3 separate regions of the Mus musculus genome follow, and all the other regions are linked to region 2. Evidence: chromatin contacts called from public promoter capture Hi-C data. All regions are on one chromosome and are shown on one strand. The core of a region is the stretch at or near the end of the contact, and the rest is flanking DNA. Distances in the headings are between cores, read along the strand shown.

What was found. Promoter capture Hi-C pulls out the DNA fragments that hold promoters and counts their contacts.
Region 1: a contact with region 2 is called in a promoter capture Hi-C map of cranial neural crest. The contact joins the promoter of Tmem47 here to the promoter of Prkx in region 2. A contact is called at or near these places in 1 of 39 promoter capture datasets (cranial neural crest) and 1 of 484 Hi-C or Micro-C datasets (cerebral cortex).
Region 3: a contact with region 2 is called in a promoter capture Hi-C map of pre-B cells. The contact joins the promoter of Nsdhl here to the promoter of Prkx in region 2. A contact is called at or near these places in 2 of 39 promoter capture datasets (cranial neural crest and pre-B cells).

Annotation. Positions count from the first base shown.
Region 1 is chrX:81,069,057-81,072,112 of GRCm38.p6, reverse strand. It overlaps Tmem47 (transmembrane protein 47), which reads right to left and starts at 1,469. Exons shown (of 3, transcript NM_138751.2): 1 at 953-1,469. The coding sequence starts at 1,178.
Region 2 is chrX:77,794,688-77,797,741 of GRCm38.p6, reverse strand. It overlaps Prkx (protein kinase, X-linked), which reads left to right and starts at 1,803. Exons shown (of 9, transcript NM_016979.2): 1 at 1,803-2,194. The coding sequence starts at 2,038.
Region 3 is chrX:72,917,048-72,920,065 of GRCm38.p6, reverse strand. Nsdhl (NAD(P) dependent steroid dehydrogenase-like) reads right to left here and starts at 1,545. Exons shown (of 8, transcript NM_010941.3): 1 at 1,373-1,545. It overlaps Cetn2 (centrin 2), which reads left to right and starts at 1,722. Exons shown (of 5, transcript NM_019405.6): 1 at 1,722-1,752. The coding sequence starts at 1,750.

The sequences.
Region 1 (3,056 bases), core at 220-2,719, 3.3 Mb before region 2:
TGGCAAATTCTTAGGAATGGGACTCTGGAAATGGGGTTAAAAACAAAACAAAACAAAAACAAAAACTAGAGGATCAGGAAGAGAATAAAGCCACAAAGTCCCTTTGAGCTAGTAGCCACAATGGCTACCGCCTACTCTACCCCGTTTCCCATCCGCACACAATTTTCACTGCTTGCTGAATGAAGCAGAACTTTCCAGGCAACTGTGAGTAACTAGCTCAGAGAAAACGGAGTGGAAGAAAGGGGAGTTTCTTACTGTGGGAGTGAAAGAAAGGAAACTCAGAAGCAACAATGGTGTCGCCAAAAAAGGAAAGAAAATTCATCAGTCTCTCCTGACTCTCGGTATCCCTCCCCAAAATTTAAAGGGGAAATACACACACACACACACACACACACACACACACACACACACACACACACACGAAAATTCACTCGGGAAAAGCCAGGTGTCTTAGTCAGGGTTCCTAGCCAATACACCAGGTAAAGTGAAATAGAATAGGGGGAAATGTGGGCCTTCAGGAAAACTTGGGCAAATTTCTCTTAGAGGGTTGGAACAGAGAACCCACACAGATTTGGAGCGTTTTACCCATTTCTTTTCTAACGGGGGTGTGGAAGGCATTGCGTCTTTTACACAGCCACATGGTTCTCGCCCTCAATGATAACAATTGCCCAAAATAGCAGACGTGTTACTCCAAAACTGGAGGGATGAGCAAGGGAGGAGTAGAGGGCGTAGGAGGTCTCTGGAGTCTTGCCTACCCGGACCCCTTCGAGAGAGGGGCACATGCAAGAGGGTCCTGGGGTCCAAGGGCCGAGAAGGTAGGGCAAGGAGGCAGGGAGGGGAGCGAAGGAAAGTGGGGGAGGTGGCTCCCAGAGAGGCGGTGGCAGCGGAGGAGCCCAGGATGGCCACGCGGGAGCAAGGGGCGCGGCACCGGAGGTGGGGTGGGGGCGCTCACCGCTGCCGAGAGTGGATTCGCAATGCCAGATATCCAGGTTGGCGGGTTTCCGGCAGGACTCCCACAGGGACAGGTAGTACTGGTGGTCCGCGGTGACCCAGGCCGGGCTCAGAACAGCTCCCAGATCCAGACACAGCGCCAAGAAGATGCACACCAGCCCGACCAGCTTGAGCGGGGTCAGCACCGACACTCGCACCTCTTCCATGCCGCTGCCAGCCGAAGCCATGCCCGGGCGCCGCTGCCGCCCTTCCCGACGCAAACGAGGACGCCAGGAGGGTCCGAAGAGCCTGGAGCGGGACCTCCCGAACAGGAAAGCGGCGCTAACCGCGCCAAGAAGTCGTACCTTGGGTCTCAGTTAAGCACACCGAGTGGTCAACTGGACTTGCCTAGCTGGGACGCCTGGCCCTAAGGAGGTCGTCCGCTGCTGCAGCGACAGCAAACGCAGAGAGAATCTTCAGCAAGCGATCAGCCCGCGCCCGCGCCCGCGCCTGCTCCTCCCTGGCGCGGCCAACCTGGCTCCGCCCCAGCCCCGCCCCAGGCTGCGGGAGGCGGCGCCTTAGGAGAGAGACTGAGGGTCTGCACCCGGACGGCGGAAGGCTCTGGCTCCCGCCGGTCTCGCCACTAATCCCTTGGTCACTGCGCGCAGCAATTCTTCTCTGCAGCCAGCCGGACCGCGGTTGCTCCGGGGTCGCTCCCTCGCCCTGTCTCCGGGTCACGTGGCTTTTCCTTTCCTAGGGAACAGGGACTGACCATTTTTCTAGTTCTCTTCTTGATGTGGCTTCCTAGGCTGTGGCCTTTGGAGAAAAGATGGGTTCCACACAGGGCGATGTTCTACCCTCTTGCTAATCAATTCACATCCGGAATGAGGTTGTGGAAGGAGGGGAAAAGTAACACTTCCCACTCTGAACCCAGGACGAGCCCTGGAGACACCCTTCCATCCCTACCTTCCAGCTCCAAATTAAGTCAGTTCTCAATCTGAAAACAGCCTTTGCTCTCCTCTGAAGGGCAAGAGAGAGATAAAATGAATGAGAGATTTCACAAAGTGTAAACATGAAGCTAGCCAGGCATTGGTGGCTCACGCCTTTAATCCCAGCACATGGGAGACAGAGGCAGGCGGATTTCTGAGTTCGAGGCCAGCTTGGTCTACAGAGTGAGTTCCAGGTCAGCCAGGGCTACACAGAGAAACCCTGTCTCAGAAAAAAAAAAAAAAAAAAAAAAAAAAGACAAGCATAAAGCTAGCCCTATTTGCAACTCTGCTGTTCTGTCCTTTATAATTTGGCTAAAATCCCTAAATTTCTCTTCACTGTGTTCAGCTAGATCTGAATTCCTACCCTCGGTGATAAGCTTTCCCTGTTCTTCCACAAGCTCTACTACATTTCCCTGTTCTTCCACAAACTCTACTACAGGGCCTGAGATAAGAAGCTGTGATATAAGGATCCTGAATGGAACTAATGCATCTACATAGATTTTTCATTAAATTGACTTACACAAGGACTCTTCAAAGGGCATTGCCTTGGTTCTTGAGGAGGGGCTTCACGCTTTTGGCTGATTTATGAGAACTGCACACCCCTTGAAACTGGATTTGTGGTTTGTAATTGTCAATTCAAAGTGATTGGGGATGGGAGTTGTTTCATGCCTTTTTTTTTTTTTTCAACTACTTTCCCTCTTGCCTAAAAGAAAAAGAAAAAGCAATTTAATGTTCAGATCATTGTCTAAGAGTGTTTCCAGATCATTTACCTTTTCAATAACTTAGTGTGAAAGTCAAAAATGAGGACACTGACCTGAAGAATGCCCCTTGGCGTGCTTCTCACCCCTGACATAATACCTCAACCTTAATGGCTCTCATACTTTCTGTGCAGGGATAAGGGGGTCCTTAACACTCATTCTCTTCTAACATCCTCTTTGCACAGGCATAGCACATTTTGACAAGAACACTTGGAGTGGAAGAAGCAATCAAAGTAGTATCAGGTGATCTGAGAAAAAGAAGAAGCCCCAAGTAGAATGAAACCCAAAGTTTTCTTAAAACTATAAATAGGAGAGCTGGCTATTTTTTTACTCTTCAACCATTATCAGGTTAATTTCTTCAGGAGGCACCAAAAACAAG
Region 2 (3,054 bases), core at 554-3,053:
GAGAAATCACAGTCACAGTGGAGCAGCCCTAGATACTGAGTCTGCAGCACTCCCTGGGTGCTCTGCCTGACATCACCCTGGGTTTCTGGAGGATGATACCTGTTAGGGCAATGGCAGACCCTAGGGTGAGTGGTAATGTGCACATGCAGAAGAAGGTGGGCAGAGGAGCACACTGGAACAATTCTGGCCATCCTCCTGCCTTAGGCACATGTATATATGCTTCATGTGGGCTTAGAGATTCGAACTCAGATCCTAATTGCTAGAGCACCCATTCTCATAGAGTATCTGTCTCATCAGAAGATCAATGTTTGCAGAGTTGAATAAATGCTTTTTGTTGTTGAGATGTTTACCAAAGACTGCATGGACATGGGTTTGAGGCAATAGAAATTCTTTATTAGCCAGCCAGAGACTACATTTGGGTACTTGGGTTCCAAGTGTACCCTAAGCCTTTCTCAGGGTGAGCTTTTAAAACAGAAACTATGTTCTAGGTTGACATGTTTTAACAAGAACAATTAGCCAGAAGTGGAACTACAGAAACCAAAATGCAAGCTTAGTAGATTTAGAAACTTTCCCAGAACTAAGGGCTTTGATGGACTAGTCTTTTAGTTTTGGTAGGTGGCGCTGTCTTCATTTTGAGTGTTATAACCTGAATGATACTTCCATCATGGAGTCAGCTGTATAAAGTCTGGGGGTCTACTAAGGTCTGGGATCAGGCTACAGTTTTGTCATAGTGTAACCAAACTCAAAATAATAGCAGGCTCTGTGCATTCTGACTAGTGGAGTATCAGGTCCTAGCATGTGTTTATTGAATGAGAAAATGTTCTCAATGTGAAACAATAAAAAAAAATAATAATAAATAAAGCAGCCAGCAGACTTTCTTGTTGCCAAGGTCAGTGTACTTGCCACCTACGGGCATCATCGGGGCAACTGGTTCCGAATGGATGGTCCCCACTTCATTCCTGACTTGGGGCCCTATTGGCCCTGTGTCTTCTAGGACCCAGTGCCTCAAAGCTAGGAGCGGTGCAGTGCAGTGAGCATGCACTGAGCAGCCGGGAGACCACATTCTTTGCATTCCAGGCTCAGGGAAACACCGCCCTCACCTTGCAGGTGGTGGCTGCGGTCTGTGAAGCACCCAGTTCTCAGCACTGCCTACGAGCCCAGGCCTGTTTGAAGCCGCATAACAAGTCCCTGGAAACCCGGTCTACTCAGGAGCCCCAGGGCTCAGGATCAGCAGGTGCTGCAGGGCCACTGAGAGCCCGGGCTTTCGGGAGGGCGGCACTCGGGGACTACAGAACACCAGGAGTTCAATCCCCTGAGATTAAGGAGAAACCGAGAAACCCTGCCCAACCCGGACTCCTTCTGGTGCCTTTACCCACTGCTAAGGCTCTGCTGGTAAATATCCAAGCAGCAGCCGGAAGTTCCTGCACCTCTTCCTTCCCGCTTCCTGCCAAGGGGGAGGAACCAGGCATGCGGTGTGTGTGTGTGTGTGTGTGTGTGTGTGTGTGTGTGTGTGTGTGTGTGTGAGAGAGAGAGAGAGAGAGAGAGAGAGAGACCCATGGTGTGCGTGCGTGTGTGTGTGTCAAGCTGGACCCCGTGGCCCCAGTGCAGCCCCCTCCATTACTTTTACTTTGGTGCAGGTACATCCCATGGGCGTGGGCCCCGCGGGTGAGTAACAATAGGCAGGGTTGGGCCAACGCCGGGCTCCTCCCCGTCGGTTACGCAACAAGGCGGAGCGAGATGAAGGCTCTTCCCCCTCGCGTCATCCAGACACCCCACTCCCCCGCCGTCACAAGCCGGTCGCCGCCCAGCCGGCTTCCGCCGGGAATGAAGAGGGTTGCGGTTGGCTCCGGTCCCGCGGACCCCACGCGCGTCCGTGGAGCCCTCGGGCGACTTCCATGAGCCCCTCCCATCGCTCTGAGACCCGCTGAGTTTGCTTCCATTGTCCTCTCGGCCGCGGGCTCCGGAACACCCGTGCGAGCCCACTGCTGATGCACAGACTGCCATTGCGCCGCTGTCACACCGTGCGTCCCCCGCCCCATGGAGCCGCCCGCTGGTGCCGCGGCGACCGTAAAAGATCCAGACCATGACCCCGTGAAGACCAAGGTCTCGGCGCCCGCCGCGGACCCCAAACCCAGGACATCGTCACAGAAGGCGGGGCACTCGTTACAAGATTGGGACACCATAGCCACCGTGGGTGAGTGAGAACTGAGTAAGAACTTATGTGTGGGGACGCGGCTTGGGAGCGACCCTCAGATTTCTGTCTCCCACACTCTCATTACTGGGCCTCCGGAAACGGGGCAGCCCCACGTCACAGAGCTTTCAGGAGGGTGACTTCACCTTAGGGACTCGGAGGCTCCCTACTGGGGTGCTAGCCACCCTTGGGACACCACGCCCGGCCTCCCTGGCGCTTGCGCACCCGCTCATGCCCAGGATTTCTCGGGATCGCATCCAGCCTCCGCACTGTAGACCCCTGGCGGGACTCGAAGGGACGCGTGACCCCCAAGGGACCCTTCGGGGACGTTTTCCCAGCATCTATTGTGTGCCTGGGTCTCGTTTTTTCTTTAGTGGCTCAAACTTGGTACCCTCGTGACCCCGAAAGTTGCTAGGGAAGCCGGTAGATCCCCAAACGTGCCGGAGTACTGGGGAGGGAGGCTAGGATCTTGCGAATCATGGGCGCCAGCTTCTCAAGTCTGAAGCCCAGGAGTCCCGGGCTTCTCAGCAAACTTGGTCACTAGGACAGTTGTGCCTGGTGTGTTGATGATTAGGAAAGTGTTCCGGGAGGATGGAGGAAGGACAGAGGGAGGGATTGGCGTCCTCCGATCAGCTGTGAGCAGAGATTCTAGAGGCTTCTGTGTTCACCCTGGTGTGGAAGTCAAGTCAGGGTTCAGGACCAGGATGAGGGGCAATAAACACTTTCTCAGCTGAGCAGGTGAGATGTTAAAAAAAAAATGTGTGTGGGTAAAAGGGCTTGCAAGTTTGATCCTGGTTCCCTCTTGGAGGCTGGCTGACACTCGCTGCATCTTGGCTTTTGATTGACTTTTGAGGGAAACTGAG
Region 3 (3,018 bases), core at 296-2,795, 4.9 Mb after region 2:
CTGTCCTCCTGTGCCTACCTTCTAGTGGAGACAACAAAGAAAAAAGGTTAACTTTACAGTGGCTTAGGAGGTGACAAGTGCTACTATAAAAATATGGAGCAATATGAGGGGCCCAGGTACAAAGTAAAGAGAGTGATTACCTTTACAGAGAAGGTGACAATAGCTGAAGACCAATACTAGGCTTGCTGGTGCATACCTTTAATCTAAGCACTCAGGAGGCAGTGGCAGATGGATCCCTGTGAAGTTTGAGGGCATCCTGGTTTACATAGTGAGTGCCAGGTCAGCCAGAATTACAGAGTGAGACCCTATCTCAAAACAAAAAAATTATATCTACCTGTGAAATTTTCTCAAAGAATTAATCAAAATACTAAAAAATTTTAAAAAGTTCATGGGACTGGGTAAGGTCAGTGAAGGAATGTATCAGCCGCAAAAATAGTGCCCTGGGTGAGAGTGAGCCAGAGGGGGAACAGTGTGGGTGTGATGGGAGAAGGAGGAATTTCATGGCAGGCTTTGCAGATTATGGTGAGAACTCCAGCTCATACTGCTGAGGAAGGGCTGAGGAGGAACAGAGAAAACAGAGGACAATTCAAGGACGGAACTGTGAGAACTCAGAGGCTGGATATGGGGGATTGTTGCTGCAGTGAACAAAGGAGCCAAACAAGACACAAAAGTTTTGAAGCCGGTTCCTGGCTTAAAGGAAAGAGGGCAAAGGGCCTATATTACATTTATGGGGAGCTGTTAAGTCTCAGGCCTTTCTCAGTTTGAGAGACTGATACTGTGCCCTTAAAGTCCCTAAACTGATTTTCTTTGCTTTGAGGGACGTAGAACATAGAATCTGTGTTCGACCCTGGGCCTTCATTACTCCTGGCACAGCTCCAGGTAGCCCCAACCCGTTGTGCACTTTGCCCTTTAATTCTCTTTACATTCCATACTTCCAAAACTCCTGTGGCTTTGCTTTCAAGGGAGTCTCATTCAGGAATGCTCCTTCCCATGTGACTTGAGTGTCTGTACGTCTAACAGGACACATTTTGATGAGTTTTGAAGATCTAAAAGTCCCCAGCCCATTCCCCTGAGAGCTAAAGTGACTCTTGTAGAGCTAATGTAAAGACAAAGCCTCATGTGGATTGGGTTTCTAAGCCCCAGCCCTGTGAACCACTGACACAATACTCAGCATGCCCACTCCAGTTTCGAGGTCTCAGCTTCTCCTGGCACAGTCACCCCTCCAAACCATTTGGTCATATCTTGCTGGCCCCTCAGATGTTCTGTGTCCCCCAACTCGGTTTTAAAATGGGTCCCACCCATTCCCTCCTACTTCCTCCAGGCTCTGTCACCCACACGCAGCAGCCTCTAAGGGCAAGCCCGCAACTCTTACCCGGTTTAGACACTCAAATGATCGACCTCAGCTTGCAGACAACCGGCAACCAGAGAAGTCTGGCTGAACACCCGCCACCCTTTTCTACTGATAGATATGAGCCCACAATCAGCAGAGCTTCCTTCATAATGTTGATTGGTCTAGCTTGGCTCTGGCGCAACCAATTGACGCTCACAGCATGATTTTGCCCAATGAGGCTAGTCTTTGGCTGCCGACGCACCGCCCTCTTGCTCTTGGGCGAGTTTTGCCAGGTTAGCCCCACCTCTTCGTTCCCAAACCAATGGGAAGCGGGCTGTGCGCGCGTGGAGCAGTGGGAACGCCGCTGAGGCTGCGAGTACGCCGTTGCCTTAACAACCGGTGGCAGAGTCCGTTGGGTGATGGTAAGTGCTAGGGATTCGGTGGACCCCACGCGGCGTCCCCGGTCCTTTCCTAGGCCTCGGTGCAGCCTTGCTACCTTTCTTGCACGGTTCTTGGCGTTGACGCACTAGTTCTTCCTTGGAGCTGTGTGCCGGAAGGGTAGAAGAGAAAGTACAGCCGCCAGCAGCTTGCCTTGCCTGCTCTTTCCCACTACCCCCTCCTCGCCCAAGTCACCTTCAGCCACCCCCGCACAAACTGCCTCTGGACCTCCGCTGGCTTTCAGGAAACAGCAGGGTGACCATTCTATTGCTTCCCTTAGACTTCCGCCTCAGTCAAACTCAGGCCTCCTGGCCGCGGCCACCCAGTTAAAGTTTATGCATTGGTGCTAAGAGGTTTACTGTGTTCTGATGGTCGCAAACGCTTTCAGGAGAGGCTGTGAGAAAGCACGCAGGTGCAAATGGTTTGATTTTTATCACTTTGTACCGGCATAATTTTTATCTTAGTAAGTTTACATTTAGCCAAATTTAGGCATAAGTAATTGGAGGAGCAGAGTTCTTGGGAACTGGCACCACAAGTAGATGTTTTAAGTACATTTCTAAAACCGAGAGTACGGAAATCATATACAGTTGATCATCCATAACTGTAATTGGTTTCTCAAAGAGCTTTTGATGATGCTTTTTTAGATTTAAAAATGACTGAAATTGAATCTCCTAAAGTGACACATGGATTAATGGTACAATTGCATGAACTTTCTGTAGTATAAACTTTAAGACAGTGGAGGTCAGAGTTATGTCTTCTCATGAAGGCTATGTTAACACTAGAAATTCATATTCATATATTCACTTGCTCTATGTTGATCTATACAAGAACAAGGAGGAAAATGGTAATATACTATTTTAAAACAAAAACTCTCTTCTATTTGGTGGCTCCCCAATGAAATATAGTTGAATTTAGTCATATGAGACATCACATTAAGACAAATTTACAGTTATATTAGAAAATAACCTCATTATTGCCAATTTCTTTTTTTATAACTTAGTAAAAACTGACATATATAAATTGAAATAGTTTTAAGTTGAGAGAAAGTTTTTTCTTCACAGAGGTTTGTGCTATTTGTCATTTAGAGTTGGGGTTAATTTTATTTTAGTTTTTACACTTATTATTCCTTGGTGGAGAAGCACATTTTAGCCTGAGTGTGGCGGTCAGAGAATAATTTGGAAGAGTTAGTTCTCTCCTTTTACCATGTAAGCATCGTTTCCCTTTTCATCTTTGACAACGACAACTGAAGC